Linked DNA regions of Mus musculus: all the other regions are linked to region 2. A link is a contact called in public Hi-C data. All regions are on one chromosome and are shown on one strand. Each heading gives the region's core, a stretch centred on a gene start, on an enhancer-like site or on the middle of the called end of the contact. The rest is flanking DNA. Distances are from core to core; before and after follow the strand shown. Region 1 has its middle 3.6 kb from the start of Gm32485. Region 2 overlaps Myo16 (myosin XVI). Region 3 overlaps Gm39129 (a long non-coding RNA gene).

Region 1 (4,457 bases), core at 126-2,625, 380 kb before region 2:
TGCACGCATATATACACAATATACACACATATATGCATATATACATGCATACATTCATATCCCACAGAGAAGCCTAATGCTTGTCTGCCTTTGCTGCCTGCTGGAGAGTGCATAGATCCTGCTGCTGCTGCTGCCACTGCTGCTGCCGCCATTGCTGTCACCTTTCACTGCTATCAGAAGTCAGGTACTTAGTCCTTCCAGGGCGGACTGAGTCCTAGAGGCTTTCCAGCAGTCTTTGGGCATACAGTGACAGGCTGGAACTGCTGCTAAGGTTTCTGGCCTCATGAGTGCAGCAGGTACCAGATTCTCAAACCTCTCACCATTCCCGTGGGCACTGTTGAACTCTCAGGCCCATACTGTGTGAGCCAATATAGCAAACTTATTGTACAACACCTTCATTCTTTCCACTATTTTCCTCTAGGGAACCCTGATTTATTCAGTCTTATTGGTGTGGCATTAATATGGCCACCAAAGGAACAAGAGACAGAACTTTTGGTCAGCTTGCTGATCTGCAGAGGAATTCAGACTTTCTGAATACAGCTAGAATGTCTGAAGGAAGAGGAGCCTCAGAAACACAGGCTGCCTGCATGCAAGGGAGCTGAGGGGACACCTCTCCTACATCTTCTTTCCAACTGCGGTCATTACAATCTCCCAAGAACACGGCGTGGAAAGCTTGGTGTGGTGTGTGTTGGGGTGGGGCTCAGTGGGCGCCACCCTGTGCTCCAGGATCATCCGAGTAAGGCACTGTGTATGGCAGTTCTTAGAAGCTAGACTGGTACATTTTGTATAAATCCCCTCTGCTTGACCAGTCTCAATTATGTTGAGGAACAAGAACAATCTGTGAAATCTGGCCAAATATCAGTATGTATGTGCACATGTGCATCCATCCACCACTGGGATGCACCAGGGAAAGCAGTTACTCACTGAAAGTGGGAAGCAGAAGCGATGGTGATTTATTTCTGTTTTCAAAGACTTGAGACACCATAAAGAGCAGAATAAAAATGGCCAAGGAAATGGAGACAGTATGAGGGGAGAGAAGAGCAAGGCAGACTGACAGAGTATTTCAGAACTGATTAAAATAAACGAGGCCAAACATACCCATGGAAAGAAGTAGAGTGTTGCCATTAAAGGAGCAAGCAAAACAAATGTCACTCTAAACTGCTATATGTGGCAAACGATCTCCCATAATCAAGAGTAAAATAGCTGTGCATTTCAAAAGAACAAGAACTGAAGGGATTCATAATCCCCATGTTCTCTCCAAAGGTACTTGGAGGAAAGAAAGTAAAACATCCAGGAGTGGGGTGCGAGCAGCTGATCTAGCCAGCCTTGGCTGCAGCAGGACAATCAAGATGTCAGACTTAATCTACTACTAAGAGTATGAGGTACTACACATTGCCACAGCAGGGCATCCTGTGAGCTGATAGCCCCAGGGCTGCCTTGTACTTGAGAAGACATTGTGTCTGTTGAACTTTAGACTCACCATTCTAATTGGAGACATCAAGCAAATTAGAGAAAACTAAACATGATACAGAGAGCAGAAAGAGAAAAAGCAAGAGTTCAAAGGGAGAAAGTAGGATTGAAATGTGATAGCAATCTTAGTGCACAAACATACCGGATAAAAAAAGATTTCCAGATGGGAATTAAAAAAAAAATCAAATTATATGTCCTGTGCATGAGTTTTGCCTACAGCCTAGTTATGCAGAAATGCTCAGGTAATTAATTGAAAAATGGATGCCAGGCGAAGAACAACCACAGGACGCCAAGCATAGCAGTATTAATACCAGAGAAAAGAGCCAAAAGGCAAAAACCACAATTACAGATGAAGAGGGCCATTATGTCTTGATTTAAGTTTAAATTTCCCAGAGGGTTATAAAAAGTCTAAATATTTATGGATGTAATAAAATAGCCAAAGACATTTTAAAAAGTGACAGAATTATATGGAGATATAGGCAAATCCATTAATAGATTGAATCTACTCATATAAGTTGGTTAGAGATTGATAAATCAGACAGGAAATATTTAGTACAGAGAAAAATATTTGAGCCATATAATTAACAAGCCAGGATTCATAGGCATTCGAGGAAAATTCAATAATTTCAGAACCATTATTTTCATTGCTACAAAGACAATTTATGTAAATATCATGCCTGTGTCACAAAAATAAGACTAAGTGAATTTTAAAGAATTAAATTAGAGCAGGTCACGTTCTCTGATTACAATGCAGTCAATTGTATATCAACAAGAAGACCAAAAGCATTAATGATAAACATCCTTAAAATTGAATGCATTCCAAAGGTTTTTTAACTTCTGCTTCGGATATCAGTCAAAACATAGTTATGAAAGAGATGGCTCATCAGGTAACTTGATGGACAAAGCCTGAAGCCCTGGACTCAATCCTAGACACTCACATAAAGGTGGAAGGAGAGGGCCAACCCTATAAGTTGTCCTGACCTCCAACCTTGTGCTATCATGCTATTGCTTGCACAACCCCCCTCTCCATAATAATAGACAAAAATTTAAAAATGAAAACAAATCTAACAATAATGACAATGGCATCTATCAAAACAGACAAGAGCCTATGCACAAGGGAGCATGGGGAGAGAGGAAGCCAGAGCGATTCAGGAGCTTGGCTGCTCATTCGTAACAGCTCACTTTCAAAGGAACTCACCAGAGAGTTCTGAGGGTACACCTCTAGTTGCTTAACTGTCTTCTGCTAGACTCCACCCCCTAAAAGATCTACCATGGTAATAGTACTAGCATACTAGAAAAGCCAGTGCTGCCTTCCTGGCATAAAGCTCTAACACCATGTAGGCAAATTAACACAGGATGTAAGGAAAGAAAAGAAATGTAAGCTAGATAGAGCCACTGTGAGTATCCTCACCTCATCTATCATTTTAAGGAAGTCATGGAGGCAAGAGTCTGAGACATCTTGTAGCCCCACATCCATAGTCAAGAGTAGAAAAAGAACTAATAATCCATGTTGTCTGCTTGCTTCTCAACTAGCCTTCTTCATCATCTTACACAGTGCAGGGTCCAGCCTAGGGAATGATGCCTTCCAACATGGGCAGGGTCAATTAACCCATGAGGACAATCCACCATAGACCTCCATAGGCCAATCTGATTCAGATTATTCTTTAAATGTGACTCTCTTCAGAGGTGATTCTAGATTGTGTTGAGATGAAAGCTAAAATAACACAACACATAAACAGGAACCTCTAAGAACCATGCCCAGTATGTGGTGAAGCTGAGGTGAAAGAAATGACCGTGGAGTGCCTTTGGGACAGACAGAGTGGAGATTTGTGGAGGCAAACACTAAGCTGGAGCATTTAGAAGTGTGGTTTGATGCTGTCTGTGTGTAGGTGGAATGAAATCCCATCTACTGTAGATGTTTATAAGCTGTACGTTATGACAGACAACAGACAGTGGGATTTAACTTTGAGGAGCCTCAACGCAGAAGTCAAATGAGGTATATTAGTTATGCTTCCACTGTTGTGATAAAATGTGAAGGGTGTGGAAGTCAACCTCGTAAAGAGTGGGATGGAGAGTAAGGAGTAACAGGTTCCCGTGACTACTCCGGACAGTCCTGATAGGCTGTGCGTGGTATTCAATCTAAGATGGCTCCCAGCACATGGGTGAGATAGCAAAAAGAACCAAGATGAGGGCAGCGGCTGCTTCCCTGCTTCATGAAAGTCCTAACAGGTGACAATGCTCCTCCCACCCAAGCCCCTACTCCTTCTAATAGCCCTCTGCTCCTTCTAATTGACCTCACCAGGCAGGGCTTTCACTGGGGCACAGTGACGGGATTGGCTGGAATGCAGAATAAAAGCTCATGTGTTGCACAGTAAATGTAGATCTACAGCCTGATGTGGTCTCCAGAGTCTGATTTCTGGAATTGGTCATGTGACTCCCTTCTCATACCCTTCTCACCTTATTCCTACAGTAACACAACCGGTTTGTGATATGACCCAAGCAACTTGTAGAAGAAAGAGTTTATTTGGCTTCTGGTTCAGGAGGAATAAGAGTTCATCACAGTAGGGATGTGTGGCAGCAGACAGCAGACAGGAAGCAGCAGGCATAGTGGATGGTGGAGAAAGAGCAAGCTGAGAACTCACGCCCTCACCTGTTTTCTAGGATCAGGAGAGGAGGGACTTGAGTGACATTAGTGAGTGGGGTTGTTCTGAAACCAATGAGTTGGGAAATGGTGTAAAGAAACTTAGGCAAGAGAAAGGCCAGCCTGAGTTCCTAATTCCCATGTGTACTGTGACACCTCTGGCTGTTTCCCACCTGATCTGCCTGCACACTCAGCATTGCAAGAACACAGAGAGGGACCTAGTCATAATTCATATGCTAACACTTCCGCTTCCGCTTCTGCTTCCGCTTCCCCCTTCTTCTTCTTCTTCTTCTTCTTCTTCTTCTTCTTCTTCTTCTTCTTCTTCTTCTCCTTCTCCTTCTCCTTC
Region 2 (4,492 bases), core at 433-2,932:
TGGGTGGGATGTGTTGAGGGAACCGGATGGTGAGTGACCAGCGGAATTTAACATGTGCACTGGCTGGTTTTGTGTGTCAACTGGACACAAGCTAGAGTCATCGGAGAAGAAGGAGACTCAGTTGACGAAATGCCTCCATGAGATCCAGCTGTAAGGCATTTTCTCATATAATGCTCAATTCGGGGAGGACCCAACCCATGGTGGTCTCATCCCTGGGCTGTGGTCCTAGTTTCTCTAAGAAAGCAGGTTGAGCAAGCCATTCGAAGCAAGACAGCAAGCAGCATCCCTCTATGGCCTCTGTATCAGCTCCTGTCTCAAGTCTCCTGACCCTCTTGAGTTCCTGTCCTGACCTCCTTCTCAGAAGTGTAGGCACAATTAACCCTTTCCTCCCTGGCTTGCTTTTGGGTCATGGTGTTTTGTTACAGCAACAGAACCCCGACTAAGAACATGTCTTCAGAAAGACCAGCAGCATCTTGAGAACTCCAGGCACTTGACATAGGTGGGAGCAGAGACGTAGATGGAGACATGGCTAAGAATGGCTAAGGGGGCCTGGAAGTCTGTCCTATAGGGAGGAGCATTCTCTAAGAAAAGTGGTGTCTTGGAAAGACTGTTGCGCGCAGGTGAGAAGCACACTTCCATTTCATTCCCGTGGAGGTGAGCGACTTCCAGAGGAAAGAAAACACCAACAGAAGCTGCTGCTGTGATGCTGGACAGGAAATGGAGGGCTGTGAGGAGGGAAGCTCTTTGAGAGGTCAGAGGGACCCAACCTACTTGGTAGAGAAGGGTGAGGGGTAAGGGGAGCCAGCAGAACCTGGGGAACAGCTGGATGGATCATGGGAAAACTCAGTATGTTGATTAGCATGGAAGGGGGGATTCTAAGCAGTAGGGGTCATTAGCCAAGCATCAAAATCCCTGCAAGCCAGACCCACGAAGCAGCTGGTAAGTTCGACATAGAGTGCCCGGGGAGGCCAGCCCTCACAGCTATGAAGAGGAAGGTTGAAGAAGGGCATCCATCCTGACATTTCAGTGGATAGCTGAAGCACATGCAGGAGTGCTAGTCTCCTGTGCACGGAGCACGGCCTTGCACCAGTGGGTGCCACAGGGAGTAGGCATACACAGAGGGCTGAAGCCGCCCTGTGAAGGTAGACAGCTTCTTTACCAGTGGCTTGGCATCTCTGGTGATTAACCCCTTTTAATCTGACTACTTTCCTCCCTGAGGAGAGTAATAGTTATGCCCGCCTCCTGACCATTCTTGAGATCAGAAATGACAAACTTCGGACCATTTGGCTCCATGCCATTCCCTCATAAACACCAAATAAATGACAGCCCCCATTCTGAGCGGGGAAAGGCAGAGAGAAGGCCGCACCCCTCCCCCATGAAGATCCATGTTTTATGAGAATACATCCTCTTAGATTGATGGCTTTGTTTTTCTGAACTGACAGGTTGATTAGGAAGGGGGCTAGTTACTCAGAATGATCTCCCGGGAGCATGGCAGGGTTCCCATACAGCAGCCTTTCAGTGCTTTCTCCTGGCACTCAGTCCATGCAAACAGTTTCCCCCGTGTGGAGACAGGCAAGGCTGTGTTTAATTTCCCCATTTCAAAGAAGCCCAGGGACTGTACAAAGGTAAAAGTCAGGTTGCACAAGGACTTACCTTTAAAATACTGAATATCAGTTGTTAGGGCGGATGCCAGCTCGTCGGTCGACACTTGCAACATACCTGCCACTGAAATCAAACACAGCTGTAAATAAGAAAGCACCATGCATTTCAACACTAAGAACACTGCGATTTGTGTCCATTGTGTGCATACTTCATGTTAGAAGGAGAGCAACTTCTACTCTCTGGCTTAAACTCATCTAGAGAAATGCCTTAGTACTCCAGACACTGGTGGGATCTTGTGTCTGTCTGGATTTAGTAAGGACATATTTTCCCCTTCACCACCCTTGTAGATAGGGCTGGATTATTTTTTTCCAAATTCCTTATTAAAATAACTTTGAAACAGGTGAAAATAGGCCATTTATTGGAAGCCCGTGGTTTGAGGATATTTTTTTAAAACTAGATGTGACCATGAAAACAATATCAAACAAGAGGGGCTTTTGAACATGGTGTTTAAAGGAAAGTAATTGTGAGTTTATAATGTTTAGCTAACGACTCCTCTCCAAATACTGTGTGGACAGCAGGTTGGGGCAAAGAATATTCTAATAATATCAAATGATCTAAAGTATATGATGATACCCCTGTGCAGAATGGGACCACGAAAGCACGTTTGTCAACCACCCCCTTTCGAGAAAAGAAAGAGGTTCTCCCCTCCCCCCAAGACTTCAGACCAGCTAGTGATTGTTGCAGCCAGCCGGATTCTGTGCTGTGTCGCCATCTGCTGGCAAAACTGTGAAACTGCACCCCCAACGACTTTGCCATCAAGGTGGTGGTGCTCCACTGACCTTGTTCCAGAAGCTGGAGGTCAGAGACAAAGGCCGAGTCAGCTTCTGTTAGTGCAGTGAACTGAATGTCTCCGATGTGTAGTATCGCCGATAGGATAACGAATAGGTTTTCCACCTCCTAAGTGTTTACAGAGAACAGATAGAATAATTCAGAGGTGGGAGCTCCAAGCAACCGGGAGCATTCTGGTGGGGTTGGGCTTGCCACTCTTCAGACCCACAGTGGGAGATTCAAGAAACTGCTCAAAATCAAATCTCAGCTCCATGTGCGTTGCCCTAAATTGCTGTTCTGGTATGAATCAGTGTGTTCTGGATAATCATTATTATATATATATATAAATAGTGATTGTAGTCCAATCACTTGCAGGAAACACCCCACTGTCCCAAGCTGTTCTTGCACATGGGTGCAGGGAACAGGAGAGGAGGGCCTGGTCTGGAAGCCTGGAACTGAGGGAAGAGTGGGACCTGAAGCTGGGAATTGCCACTTTCCCATTTATAAAGTAAGCACCTGGAGGTACTGATCTCAAGCAATTCTTAGGTATAGCATTCCATAATTAACAGAAGGCAGCATTTCCCACTGGACTCTGCAAGGTAGTCACCTCTACACAGGCAAGGAGGGCCTGTGCTGTTCTCGGGGGGGGGGGGTATGATTTATTCAGTGAGGAAGACAGAGCTTTGAGTGTTCACTATAACCCACGATATAATGCAGTGAAACTGAATCAGAGGAAAACTCCCCATGGAAGGAGGAGGAGTTCTGGGGTCCCGCTTTTGTCTGTAGTGGTGCAGTGGTGTCCCCCTGCCTTGTCAGCTTGCCTGCTACTGGATATGGTTGGTGCAGAGATGGAGGCTTCTCTGCAAAGTAGTCTCAAAGAACCACAAGCCCTTGCAGGTTTTGCTCTAAGAAACACAAGCCCTTGCAGATTTTGCTCTGAAGGCCTTATCGGCCAGAAATACTATCCTTTGAATTGTCATGGACTAAGGCCACCACTCCAAAGTGGAACAGATTTTGTTCTTCACATTGCTTCAAAGGCTTACGATGAAGGGATGGACATCAGGCCGTTTGTGTAAATGCACTGCCGTCTCCATCAGCTATGCCAGTCAGCAGGTGTGTTTTGCCTGTCCTGCCTTTGAGGATCAATTGTGGAACTTGAAAGGCGTTTCCAAGTGGATGATATTTTGGTAAAATGGTGCCCTGCCCCTGTCTGTGTTCCTGTTCCCTACAGGATCTAGAAACTCCAGGTTGGGGAGTGAGGATAAGAAAAGAGACATCACGGAAGCCAGCGCTAATACAGAGCATGCAAGTGGGCAGGGCCAGAAAAAGACAGACATGTAGAAATTGAATAACCAGGGTCAAAAGAACAAGACATCATCAGACTGCCTCTCACTGTGGAACTCCATGCTCTTAAAGGTGTGGGGCCTGTTTGAACAAAGTGTCTCAGTGAATCCACTTAGGGTGAGCCATTTATCAATTGTCTTTTATGCTTCCTCCAGCCCCCGTTGCCCAAGACTGTGGGCAAGCATGACACACACACTTCTAAGGAAGGAGAAGGAGCTCATACTTCAGACTACATCTGGGATGGAGCTGCGGGGCTCGCTGGGGTCCCCAGTGACCTCTTGCTCATTGTCCCTGAGGATTTGGCCCAATCTACATTACTTCCATATTGAGGGAGAAGAGATACCACATCAGGAAAACAGAAATGACGTCCAAGAACATCCTCAGGGGCCTAACCATTCATGTCTAATTCTCAGGACCAGACCCATTCAGAGCAATAATCCCTAACCACATGGCTATTTAAATTCAAATTAATATTTTAAGATACAAAAAAGCAAACAAACAAACAAATAAACAAACAAACAAAAAGTTCATTTCTTTAGCCTCCTTTGTCACATGACAAAGCCGGGCAGTGGTGGTGCACGCCTTTAATCCCAGCACTTGGGAGGCAGAGGCAGGTGGATTTCTGAGTTCGAGGCCAGCCTGTTTTACAAAGTGAGTTCCAGGACAGCCAGAGCTATACAGAGAACCCTGTCTCGAAAAACACAAAACAAAACAAACA
Region 3 (4,150 bases), core at 1,241-3,740, 320 kb before region 2:
TCCATGCCAGCCATGCAGAGCACGGTCTCCTGAAATTCACCACAGCCTCACCTTCCTCTCACGGCACCTCAGAGAATTTATGACTTGCCATGCATATGTGCAAAGATATAAAATCAAATAAACTGCTCTTTTCTTCAGAACATCTGTCTCCCTTATGTGGCAGTTATTGGGCAATTTCCTGAGGAATTTATTATTAAACCAGGGGAAAGAAAAGAAGTTTTAGGATAAGCTATGGAAATCCCACTGTGTAAGGCATGGTTGAAAGAACGCACCCTGAATTCCAGAATGCTAAGCAGACTTTGAAGAGCTTCCTTGACTTGCTCAGGAACTCAGACACATCCTTTACCTCAGCTTCTCAGGATGGGAGACCAGGTTGTGAAGATGAGGCAGTCTAAGGATCCAGGAGCACCAACTCCCACTGAAGGCTTGAAACACTGTGAAACACTTTCTTTTGGAAACTATCAACTGAATTGGTATTTTCTCCAAGACCCTACAACAGGTGCAAAGTTAAAAGACTGATTCTGTAAGGATCTGCTCACCATTGTCCTGAAGACTGTGGGTTTTATTCAACAGGGAGATCAGGGTCTTTGAAATAATGAAGTGCAAGGCAGCTTTGCTATTTACTGTTTCTCCCTCCCTCCTTCCCTTCTTCCCTCCCTCCCTTCCTTCCTCTCCATCTCCTTCCTCCCTTTCCCCCTCCCTTCTTCTGTCCTTCCCTCCCTCTGTCCCTCCCTCCCTCCTTCTCTCCCTCCCTCCTTCTCTCCCTCCCTCCTTCTCTCCCTCTCTCCTTCCCTCCTTCCCTCCCTCCCCCTTCTCTCCCTCCCTCCCTCCCTCCCTCTGTCCCTCCCTCCCCCTTCTCTCCCTCCCTCCTTCCCTCCTTCCCTCCCTCCATCCTTCCATTCTTCCCTCCTTCCTCTCCATCTCCTACCTCCCTTTCCTCCTTCATTCCCACCTCCCTTCTCTCCTTCCATTTTATATTATTTTCCCTTTCTCGTTTAGCGTTCTATCTGTGGCTGTTGCTCAACAGCAATTAACTATAAAAGAATTTTACTGATTAGTATACATGATTTTAAAAAAAAAAAAAAATTGGCAGGAACAAGGAAAATAGACTCCGGACAAAAAGGCTAAGATTTTTTCGTGTTGATCTTAACATGCTGTAGGATCCTGGGTCCCCACATCTCTGCATTATTAATGTCACATGGGTATTGAATGGCTGCTATTGTGACTTATATTTTAATAAGTCAGTGAAAGAAGAAGAGCAATTGCTTCACTACAGTGCCCATGGGTCAAAGGTGTAACAGCGCAGACCATTTGATAGAGCTGCGCAGAGCATGCTTGGTGGGGATGCAGGCTGAGAAGCTGTCCTCCCCTCTGCCCCTTCACAGGGGCGGAGCCAGGCTGGGTTTCTAATGCCAACCTCGCCACTGTGCCTGAATAAAGGGCACCCTAGGGTTTATACGTTCCCCACAGAAGAATATAGGTAACCCCCTTTTATTCCTAAGTAATAAGAGGCATAACAAAGAGGCCTCTTTGAACATTGTAGGATGACAATGCCATCGAGTGATAGTTTGTTTCCTGCTTGCCAGGAATTGTATCAGAGTTTCTTTACACATTCCACGGTCCATTCGAAGTACAGTTTCTTGCGACAGGGAAAATCATGACCTCACCAAAGAAAGCAGGCTGCTGCCCCTTTCCTGATAGGCCTTCCTAAAGGCCTGGGAAAAGGAGCTGTGGATTTTTGTGCCGAGCAATGAAAAACAGAATAAAAGTCCCATCACTCCATGTGCTTAGAAAGCGCCAAAGTTATTTGTCCTGAGGTGTCTGATCTGGAAAGACTGCCAGCCCCGGGGCGATTGAGTTCTTTGAAGGTTTCATTATGGTGAGTTGAATAACCCATAATATAAAGACGGAGCAGACAAGTTGGAAAACTTGCAGCATATAAACTTTTACTGAACTAAGTCCCTTCATTAAATTGAAGCAGCACCTTTGAACTGTGGGGCTCACGTCTGCGCAGTAATAAGCTTCATGTGGACTATGACGTTTCTATTAGATGTCTAACGGGTCTTGGAAAGGCCCCAGCACATCTAAGAGTCTGACCGAGGTTCTGTTTACAGCAGCCTAGCTGAGAGCTGCCCTGGACTGCCCAGCTCTCTTGAGCATTAACCCTGGTTCTGCCGCTCTGAGGAGGAGCCTCCGGTCCTTTGCAAACAGCTGGGGAGGGAGGGGGAGAGCGGAAGGGGGGTTCTGCCCAGCCTTGCAGGCACTATGCTTGCTCTCACAAATGACTAGGGAGATGGTGAGAGCAGCCTTTGCTCCTGGCTGTCACTCTCCCTGGCAAAGGCATAAGCTGAAGAGGACAAAGGACTCTGCCAAACCAGGAGCAGGCCCAGTGGCGGGAAGCAGGGAAGCACAGGCCACACTGGAGGGATGGTTTTGACAGCCTGTTCTTGCAACTCACAGTGCTCAAAAGGAAGCTTTTGGCAGAGGCTGGAGGGAGGTGCGCTTGGCACTGAGAGTCCCGGCAGAGCAGATGGGCTCTCCCCGTCTAGACAGAATGGTACTGTCCCAGACGGAAAGGTCTCCCAGGCCAGACAGTCCTGAAGCACCACCCTGCTGAGGGGCCTCACAGGCGGAGAAGGCAGAAAATAAGAGAACAGCGGTGTCCGTGCAGGCAGGGTAATTAGCAGGGTGAGCTAGGTCCACAGCCAGTGTGTGTGTGTGTGTGTGTGTGTGTGTGTGTGTGTGTGTGTGTGTGTGTATGCGTGCATGCGTGCATGCGTGTGTTCTTCTGTGTGTGCATGTGTATGAGTGTGTCTGTGTTCTTGTGCATGTGTATTCATGTGTGTATGTGTGTGTCTTGCACTTCTCTACACGTCACCCATGAGCTCAGTGTAACAGCCTTCCACTGGGGTTTTAAAGGCAATTACAGAAAGTCAACAATTCTGTAACAGGATTTGTTTCTCAAGCAAGTCAAAGAAATTCCCTTTCCACAATTTGTTTCAGATGTCAGGTTTCAAACGCAGAATCGCTAAACTCAGAATCTAAACAATGATGCTGTCAACAACCCAGTGGCCTTGGATCTTGCATTTAAAACAATGCGTGGGAATGAACGCTCATGGGAAGGGTGTGTATTTTCAAGTCGTGGACTTGGCAAACATGAAAACTGTAGAACAACATGGCTCCTCATTTTAAAGCACAAACCCTTCACAGCCTCCCTGAGTTGAGACTCTGGCTCTGTTGTTCCCTCCAGAGGAAGTGCTCCTTGTATGGTCCTCGTATCTATTGGCTCTTTCTGCATACATCTGCTTGCTTGAAGGTATTAGCATGAGTTTGTATGCATTTAATTTGTGTAGATCTTGGTTTGCAAAGAGCACAGGGGAAAGTAAGTTGGTCCCTTTTTTGGTGATGTACTACAAAGCTCAAGGCAGCACGGACCTGCCTTTGAACAATGAGTGTCACATGTTCACTTATACACAGCGAGAACAAATTTCAGTCTACCTGAATTTCAGTAATTGCTTCAGTTGGTGTCAGGGTCCTCTGTTAATAGACCAGGGCAATTAATTGTCTTTGTCTAAAGATGACACAAATTTGAGACACGTGGTCTGTGCTGTGTTCATGGAAGTTAACCAGAGACCTAAAGATATGTGCTACTTTGTATAAAACAGTGCATATTTTTAACACCAAACTTCCTCAGAGCCAGACCCTCAGTACAGGGAAACTGCTTCCTGTTTCATTCACTGTCATTTCAAGACACTTTTAAAAAAATATGCATAGGTCTTTCGAGAGATGGTGCATGGCCCTGTTCAGAATGTTGCCCTGGTTAAACAAGCTCTCCAGTGGGCAGGAAGCTGTGTGTAACAGCAGAGTCAGGAGGGTACCAGTGTGCTGCATCAGGCTTTGTGTTTTGCAAAGAATGCTCACTGGCCATTCAGGAAAAGCATTCGCCTCTCTCTCAGCAGTCTTTACGTCCATAAGGAAGACATCCCAGGGAAATGAGGTGACATGACTGTGTATGGAAAAAGTGGTCCCTGCCCTCAGTCACCATTCTGTCTTGGTCCTCACAGGGTCAAGTTGAGCAAAGGACAGAGGCTTTGACCCCTGGTATTGAACACAAGCTGTGCATGGCTGCCAAGAATGGCCAAGGGTCTAT

Evidence for each region. A called contact is a pair of places that touch in the nucleus more often than the background predicts.
Region 1: a contact with region 2 is called in a Hi-C map of the N1E-115 cell line, with 4 times the contacts expected there. The contact joins two enhancer-like sites. A contact is called at or near these places in 8 of 484 Hi-C or Micro-C datasets (the AML12 cell line, the C2C12 cell line, LSK cells and 5 more).
Region 3: a contact with region 2 is called in a Hi-C map of the N1E-115 cell line, with 9 times the contacts expected there. The contact joins two enhancer-like sites. A contact is called at or near these places in 3 of 484 Hi-C or Micro-C datasets (the N1E-115 cell line, nephron progenitors and palatal mesenchyme) and 1 of 115 datasets of contacts at active chromatin or transcription factors (embryonic basal ganglia).

What each region holds. Positions count from the first base shown.
Region 1 is chr8:10,819,084-10,823,540 of GRCm38.p6, reverse strand. No RefSeq gene overlaps it. Among named protein-coding and RNA genes, the nearest start is that of Gm32485, 3.6 kb to the right of the region's middle. Within about 2 kb of position 1,375, at least 4 of the 459 cell types and tissues checked have an H3K27ac peak or open chromatin away from gene starts, as enhancers often do. A contact at or near this core is called in the N1E-115 cell line, where this site is marked.
Region 2 is chr8:10,436,866-10,441,357 of GRCm38.p6, reverse strand. It overlaps Myo16 (myosin XVI), which reads right to left. Exons shown (of 35, transcript NM_001319151.1): 18 at 2,442-2,559; 19 at 1,654-1,725. Among named protein-coding and RNA genes, the nearest start is that of Gm51561, 8.9 kb to the right of the region's middle. Within about 2 kb of position 1,682, at least 10 of the 459 cell types and tissues checked have an H3K27ac peak or open chromatin away from gene starts, as enhancers often do. A contact at or near this core is called in the N1E-115 cell line, where this site is marked.
Region 3 is chr8:10,759,346-10,763,495 of GRCm38.p6, reverse strand. The region is part of intron 2 of Gm39129 (a long non-coding RNA gene); the gene reads right to left. Among named protein-coding and RNA genes, the nearest start is that of Gm32429, 14 kb to the right of the region's middle. Within about 2 kb of position 2,490, at least 126 of the 459 cell types and tissues checked have an H3K27ac peak or open chromatin away from gene starts, as enhancers often do. A contact at or near this core is called in the N1E-115 cell line, where this site is marked.